Linked DNA regions of Sus scrofa: region 2 is linked to region 1. Evidence: chromatin contacts called from public Hi-C data. All regions are on one chromosome and are shown on one strand. The core of a region is the stretch at or near the end of the contact, and the rest is flanking DNA. Distances in the headings are between cores, read along the strand shown.

Region 1 (4,031 bases), core at 1,020-3,519:
TTCTGGTCTCTTTTAGTGGAAAGTGATGTTTTGAGACCACAGTCTAGGTACTACAGATGGTTATTGCTGCTGGGGTTTTCGTTGTTACTATGTTGAGCCTTTTCAGTGGACCACTTGGGAGGAAGTGTATGTGGCGGGGGTGGGTGGGGTAGTGTATTCAAACTGATATATGTTTAGTTCAAATTGTGGACTATAGCATTTTTACGTAACTTCCATATTACGTCCGTATCTCCTTTCTTCCACATTGTGAATCCTCGTCCTCAAGCATACATCATAGAAATAGAATATCCTGTATTTACATACTGGCTTTGTCCTATCTTAACACACACATCAGAAGAACAATGCTAATACTGTTATCACTGTGTATGACTTTTATATGCTATCCCCATCCTTCTCCGCCCTTTTTTTTTCTTTACCGTTATACTGTGTCTACACTGTTAACTTTTAGCTCTGACCTATAATCCTCACTCTTCAAGAACCACCACCACCTTTTATGTGAGTTCTCCCTCCAGTCATTTTGGGTGTCTGAGGCATATTCTTTAGTAGGTGTCTCAGGAAAGGCTCGTGAGGATAATATACCGAGTCCTTGCGTATTGGCAATAATTTTGTACCCTTTATACTTGAAAGTCTATTCTGAATATAAACCTTGGTTGTGACGTTTTCTTCCTTTGGATATCTTTATTCTCAGATACATCATTCATTTTTTTTCTGGCATAAAGAAGGCATTGCCAGCAGAGTCTGATCATAATTTGATTTTCTTCATAGAAGTCACATGCTCTTTGCCTAGATGCCCAAAGGATTTTTTTCCCCTAAATCCAAGTAGTTTGTCTAGAATATGCCTTGGTTTTGGATATTCTGGGTTGATGTTCTCAGGTTCACAGTGTTCTATTTTGATATGTCATTTCAGATTTTTCAGATTTCAGAAAAGTCTTCTTAAATTACAATTTTTTAGAATTTTTCTTCTTCCCTGGCTTTGATTTTCTTCATGAACTCCCACTATTCATGTGTTGGGTCATCTTTGCCTGTCTTCAGTACTTGCTGCTTTCCCATAATACTTTTTATATCTTCATCTTTTTAATGTTTAAATAGTCTTTCTTTCACCTATTTTCTTAGGTCATTTTCTTTTGGGTTTATTTGCTCTCATATTCTAGTTTAGTTTTCATTTCTAAAGGAATATATTTTTTCCTTTGGTTTCCACTGAGTTTTGCTGCCTCCTTTCTGTGTTTTCTGATTCTGACTTAGGTTCTTTCATGTCTATGTCATTTTCTCATGTTATTAGCGCACTTATTTTACAGACATGTCCTTCTGATGTGCTTTGATCATGTGTAGGGAAGTTGTGCCTCTTGATCTTTCTCTTGCTCCCTCTTTTCTTAACTTTGTGTAGGATTTGACTTTGCTGTTTCTCTGTTGCCGATTTTTGTGTGAAATAAATTTCTCCAGTTATTAGGCTCACATGAGGTTTTTTCACTTCACTAGACTCTTCTATTGTTTTCAATGTTTCTAGAAAATGCAATGACTCATCTTAGGAGATTCCCTACCTCTGTTTCCTCCCTTATTCCATCTGGACCTTTTTTTTCCTTCATCTCTGTTGTTTCTCTCCTGCTCAGTTTTTATTCTAGTTTCAGCACTCTCTCCTTTCTGTGGGACATTGCTGCTCTAGAAAAGACTTTGAGAATTCAGATGCTTAGACTGTTCTATCTATGGGAGGGGTGACAACTTTGGCAGTTTTAGCTGTTGGTCTCAAATTGGCTCACCTAACTTCCTAGGGAATTCCGTTTAGCTACTTTGGATCTGATTCTAGGAGCCAGGAGCTTTCCAATAAATTACTCTGCCTTCCCTGTACCCTTTCCAGTTTCCTAGGTCTCATATATATATATATATTCTTTTTTTTTTTTTTCACTTGACTGATCTCTGCATTTCCAGTAGATCCAACTAAAACACATATCCTGAGCTGACAGCTTTGTCTGAATAAAGGAAATCCCGTAGTCACTTTGGAATGTTCTGATCATATTCCCCGTACATATAATGTATTACCGCGAGATTTTCTATTTCTCATTGAAAAAGGAGATGTCAGTTTTGCGTGTTTCCTTTCTTCCAGTGGAGATCCTTCAGAGTTTGGTGAGTGGAAGCCTGGGAGGCACCCTTGGGCAGACTGTGAGCAGCCCTACTGAGCAAGAAGGCATGGTGGGCCCTGTTTCCCTGCCCCGGAGAGCAGAGACCTTTGGAGGGTTTGACAGCCATCAGATGAATGCTTCAAAAGGTCAGTGGTTTTGAATTCGTTGCCCTTACAGGCAGCCCTTGGCTATCAAGCTAAACATGATCTGTACTCTGTAGCACCATTTCCTCTGTCTTCTGCCCCCCCTCAGTCAGTAAATGTTTTAGTCAGAGCCTAGTAAGTATCTAGCTGCTAAAACACTCAGGCACCTCTCCCAGTGTTATGTTTATTTTGAGTAATAAAAAATTTTCCTGGGATCTCTGCTAAGCTATAGCCAAGTAACACTTGTTTCTTTCTGCTTCTAGTTCTGCATCAGTGAAATCATTAACAATCACTCAGCTGCCACCAAGGGCCTGCCCCTTTTTGGCATTAATAGACATCAGAAATATTCTGTCCTTGAGCTATGTATATTGTATTTTCTTGACTAATTGGTTTCACAACTTAAAAAACAAAAATTAAAAAAAAAACAAAAAACCTTGTTTGTTTGTCTAGGTGGTGAAAAGGAAGAGGGAGATGATGGCCAAGATCTTAGGAGAACAGAATCGGACAGTGGTTTGAAAAAGGTATTTCTTTCTAAGATATACTCTCTAAGTCCTCCCTGGCCTTTCCTCTGAATTCATAATCTTTGAAATTAGTCCATTCTGATTTTGTTAGTCCAGTCTGATTTGCTGTTTTCATTTCCCACTTTAAGAGGAAAGCACATATCTAAGCAAACCGTACAATTAAGAGCCCCACGCCCTTGGCCATTGAGTCTCTCTGGCTTTGGACAGTGTTGACACACACAGCTCTGCCACTGCCCTGGCTGGACCAGTGTTGTTAAGAGGCTGTTTAAATGTCCCACATCCACCTGAACCCTTGGCAAAGCCTCCATGACAGTTCGGCCTGCAGTGAGAGGCTACTAGAGAAGAACAAAAATGGGAAGTCACAGCATAACAGACACACTGACTGTTATTTTTGCCTCAGAATCTTCGGGGTTTTTTTAATGTACTTTTTTTGTTTTATAGGGTGGAAATGCTAACGTGGTATTTATGCTTAAAAGAAACAGTGAGGTAAGAACGTTATGAGCTATTTAACAGAATATGTTTTTGTCATAATTGTTAGGTTAGGAATGCTCATTTCTACTTGACTGTTGAGCAAGCTGGCTCTTGGCTGTGACCCGGGCAGTTGTCAGTTTCCCTTCCCCAGGCCATCAACTTGTCATTTTGCCAGAGTACTGCCCACTAAAACGGCCTCTGCTTCTCTGTCCTTGAGAAACCCCTTGCTTTCTCTAAACATGGGCTATGACACTCCCATCCATGCACACTGAGTAGAATTTGTAGCCACCCTTGCTGTAATGCAAGCCTGGCACCGAAGGCCATGGTCTAGAACCTGGCAAATTACCTTTTTGGTAATTCTGCATAGTAATTTCTTATCCTACAGCTGAAGTTGGGTTTTCTTCTTTGAGCATTGCTTTTTACTCAAAAGGTAGCCTTGGCATCCCCTGGCCAGAGAGGAGGTTGCCATGCCAGTGTTTCACCCCCCTCCAGCTGAGTTCCACTGACTCTGGGATAACCCATGACTTGCATGGTCTCCCTCTCTCCTTGGGTCCCTTTTAGGAAGCCTCCTGCAGGCACTGCCGCCTCCAGACTTAGTTGACTCTGAGCATGTAACTGAGTCAGGAGGCTAGAATTGGACGCAGGACAGTGGTGCTCTGGGGTGTACCTCTCAGGATGTTCTCTGTGTTTCTCTCTGCTTTTAATATGCTTTTAACATGATGTCTTAAATCCCCAAGAAGCTTTGTTTTGAAATTTCAAATTAAGGGAATCTTTGCCTTTTT
Region 2 (4,031 bases), core at 1,039-3,538, 81 kb after region 1:
CCTCCTGTGGCCCCCTCAGCTACCCTTGCTGCCTTTGTCACTGGGGTACTGTGCACACACCTCGATGTGTCAGGGCCCCTAACACACTGGTCCTGGAGCTCCCTGAAGGCAGGGTCCCAATTAAGACCCTTCGAACCATGAATCAACGAATGAATGAAAAACTATTCACTAAACGACACTCCCGCTGACCCTCCTTATGCATCACAGTGATAAATGCCAAGAACCAAGCCTACTTTCCCAGCAGACCAGGAAGGCTGAGGCTTGGGTAATGGTCTTCTTCCCTTCCTGCCCACCTCTGCCACATCAAGCCCCTGCAGGTTTAAGATGCTATTAAGGGGCATCAGGCTGTAGGAGCTGCCTCTGGCGTGGAGTGTGCAAATTGCCCGCAGCTCCCCTCTCTGCACCACAAACATAAATCTGGCTGCTGCCTGAGCCCCAGGACGGAGGTCTCTGCCATTTCTACCTTCCTTTTTAACAGCCTTCATGGAATCACTTCCTGACAAAGGGAATGACTCAAGATTGAGACAGCTGCCAGGCCTGGAAGAAGACTGACTCTGTCATCCTCCAAAGGCATGGTTTGGGGCCTCAAGGACCCCGTGTTAGGAGGACACCAAACCTGCCCCTGCTGGGGTGAACCTTGGGTCCTACTCCTCCCCAGTCCTCAAATGCAAGCGTCCTCCAACATCCCCTGGCCATCCCAACAGCAGAGCTTGGCTCAATGAGCAGCAGTACCACCTGCGAATGGGGAGAGATTAAGCCCAGGGTTCCCAAGAGCCCGACCCCAAGTCACAGTCATCAGAGTCTGGCCCATGATAAGACCGTGGGGCTTCTTCATCCTCTTCCAGTACCATGGCAACTTCCCTCCCTCCCTCAGGCAGCCACAGTGAAACCAAAAGGCCCAGACACCTGGCCTTCCCTGCCCTGAGTCACCAGGAAGGGCCAAAGCTCAGGGAGTCTTCCCCCTACCTAATGCAACCCAGCAGGACCAAGAGCGCCCGCATTAAACCTGCTGCATTAAACCCGCGGGGCGCCTGGGTCTGCCCCCACCCCAATCCCTTTGTTAAGATCTCGAATAAAGATTTCTCTGCTCAAAGATAGTGGAAATGAACTTTGGGGGCTTTGAAATAGCAGCACAAAAAGAGTGTACGGTGCCCCTGTGGGCACGTCTCCCAGCAGGAAAGCTCCTCAAGCAACCACAAGGGGGGAAAGGAGGGGGCGTGCCTATGTGCTGTGGGGTCGCGGAGCCTGGGAAAGATGGGGTGAGCAGGGCAACCGGGGCGGAGAAGGCTTGCTCTGGCGCTCTAGGGTGGCAGCCACCCCGGGGTGGGGAGTGGGGAGGCAGGTGGGCAGGATTTAGAGCATGTGACCATTCCTCTGCTGCTCCCCAGTTCTCTAAACAGAGAGGAGGGGCCCTGTCAGGTGGGACAGAAACGGCCGGGGCAGAGAGGTGGAGGCCTCGGGGTTCGGGCTCTCGTGGACGACCTTTCCCTAGTTAAACCCCTCGGCCCTCACTCAGCAGGAGACAGGCAGCCATCTGGCCCTCGGCGACAAGTGCGCGGGGACTTTGTCCGGCCCGCTCAAATACTCAAAGACAGGCAGCCTGCTCTTTCCAGGATCGATAGTAATTTTTTCAAAAGAGAGTCTGCGGACTCAATGAATCAAGCACTCCCAGGGGAAAGAGTTGCAGCTCCCGCGCGCAACATCCATTTGCAAAACAATTCATTCCCTCGCTCGGAGCTTTCAGCAAATACCCTCGCCGAGTCCCCAGGCACGAGGGAGGCGGGAGGAGCGGGGTAGGGGAGGGGGTGGCGGACTACAGTCCCCCTCTCTCCACCATTGTCCCCAACTCCAGCCCCCACTGTATCCCGAGGTGCCTGAGGCGGTTCCTGGGACCTGAGCCCAGCTGCTCTGTTCCGGGGCACGCAGTCCCGCGAGGCTCACTTTGCCAGGGGCTCCCAAAGCAGGGCGCTCAGGACCCCGCGCCCCTGGGACCGGGGTGGGGGGAGGTGGGGGTCGGGGAGTGACAAGTGCCAATGCCAGCGGCCGGGCGCGCTGCTAGACCGGCCCAAAGACGGCGTCCCCAGCACAGCCCTGGTACTCACTACTCCGGTGGTCGCCGTCCACCGCGCTCAGAGGCCACTAGCAGCCCGCGCGAGGCTCCGCAACCCTCGGCGCCGCCGCCGCCGCCGCTCCCCTCCCCCGGCTCGCCGAAGCCTTGGAGGTAGCCGCTGCTGCGGTACAGCTCCGGCGCCGCCGACAAACTAGTTTCTCCGGCCTTCCCGCCCCGCCTCCCGGCCTGAAGCCAATCAGAGGCGGCGCCTCTGTGATGGATGGCCTGTCGAACCCGTAGTTCAGTCCGAAAGAGGAGAAAGGGGTGGGCACTGGGCTGCGCCGGCTCCGCGAAAAGGCGGGGCGGGGAGAGGAAAAGGACTTCGACCAGATTCTTAAAGAGACAGGCGTCTGCCCGCCCCCGCGGCCGAAGTTTGCGAACAAAACCCAACGGTGTTCTCTCGAGCTTTCCGAAGGATGGAACTTTGTGAATTGCAAATGCCTCTTCTGTACCCGGTCTGCGACACACTTTTAGTTGTGGAAGTGTTAAGGAAACCTTTTCTTTTTACTCTGGGGTTGTTGCACTGTTTGGGATTTTCTTCAGCCACTGAACCCCATCTGAACTTGAAATATATATTTTTCAGGGTACTTCAGCTCTCCTAATAGTCTCATTTCGCGCTGAGTTCCTTTTGTAAGCCGACCTTCAAATATTCATTCATCCATTCATTCCACAAACATTTTCTGGGCGCCTGCGCAATGACCTAGGTTCAGAGTGGGGAAAATGATCTATATTCTCATTCTTGACTTCTCCAGGTTGCTGTGTATTCAACTTCTTCACCTTTAACATGACAGGTAAAAAATCCTCATAGGAATATTCCCAGAATTAAAGGAGAGAAACTCCTATGACAAAGTAAGTGCACAATAAATGTCCTTTCTTTCCTCTCTCCCATTGAAAATGGGTAATTCAAGTAGATCACTTAAGGATACAAAAGCCCTGGTCAAGTAGAGTGTTATGATAAGTGTTATAAGAGCCAAGAAGGGGGCGGAGAGAATTCCCAGGAAGCAGAGGTCACACTGACGGAAGGTGCAAGGAAGGTTTATGAGGAGGGGAGATTGCACAAAAGATTGAATGAGGGCTAGGATTTTGGCTGAGGGAAACTGGGCGGGAGAGCCCCTGGGCAGAAAGCTGTTTAGAGTGTTCAGAAGAGATCCCGGGATTAAAAGGCTGTAAAATGATAGGGAAGATGGCAGGTATTTGGGGGGAAACAGTATGGTGTGGAGAAAAGAGTTCAAATCCCAGTTCTGCCTGTCAAGACCTGTTTAGAACTGAAGGCAGAGTGCTCAGGCTCTCTGGGTGTTGGATTGTTACTGGTGGAAGGAAGGTTCTAGAACCTATTTTTCAGGGTTATGTAAAGATTAGATGAGAGAGCTTATATACTGGGCCCAGCATCTAGTAAGTGGTCAGTATAGATTTGTATCTTCATTTGGGTAAAATACAAGGACTCTTTTTTTTTTTTTTTTTTTTCTAATATGAGGATTCTAATGGTCAAGACCAATCTTGGCCAGAGGTAAGAAGCTAGCCAAGTGTGCCATTGAGGTGCTTTCCAAGGGGAAAAGGTGGCATCAAAATAATTGGTCCATTAAAGAAATGACACAGATCACATTTGTAGTTTTAGCCTCCTGCCAATTTTCTAGAGCTAGAGTATTTATATAATTGTAGGTTTAGATGAAGTTCCACATACTAAATTGATTCTTAGCAAGTTCATAACCATTGCTTATTATTCCATTCAGGTTCTCTGTGAAATTATAAGTGCTAACCATCTACAATCTGGTCCACATTATCATTTTCCCCCCTCCTCAACTCCAAGCTTAAATTAGGTACTGGAATATATTAAAATTAAATGTAGGCAATAGAATAAAATCAGACCAAGAACACGTGTTGAGTCATTGAATTTAGATATGATTTGGAAGGAACAGAGGGG

What was found. A called contact is a pair of places that touch in the nucleus more often than the background predicts.
Region 2: a contact with region 1 is called in a Hi-C map of liver, with 4 times the contacts expected there. The contact joins the promoter of KLHL25 here to the enhancer-like site in region 1. A contact is called at or near these places in 1 of 5 promoter capture datasets (liver), 3 of 47 Hi-C or Micro-C datasets (liver and skeletal muscle) and 1 of 2 datasets of contacts at active chromatin or transcription factors (skeletal muscle).

The regions. Positions count from the first base shown.
Region 1 is chr7:88,208,697-88,212,727 of Sscrofa11.1, forward strand. AKAP13 (A-kinase anchor protein 13) reads left to right here. Exons shown (of 38, transcript XM_021099912.1): 32 at 2,099-2,260; 33 at 2,708-2,778; 34 at 3,220-3,264. Among named protein-coding and RNA genes, the nearest start is that of KLHL25, 81 kb to the right of the region's middle. Within about 2 kb of position 2,270, at least 9 of the 83 cell types and tissues checked have an H3K27ac peak or open chromatin away from gene starts, as enhancers often do. A contact at or near this core is called in liver and skeletal muscle, where this site is marked.
Region 2 is chr7:88,289,670-88,293,700 of Sscrofa11.1, forward strand. It overlaps KLHL25 (kelch-like protein 25), which reads right to left and starts at 2,289. Exons shown (of 5, transcript XM_005666300.3): 1 at 2,103-2,289.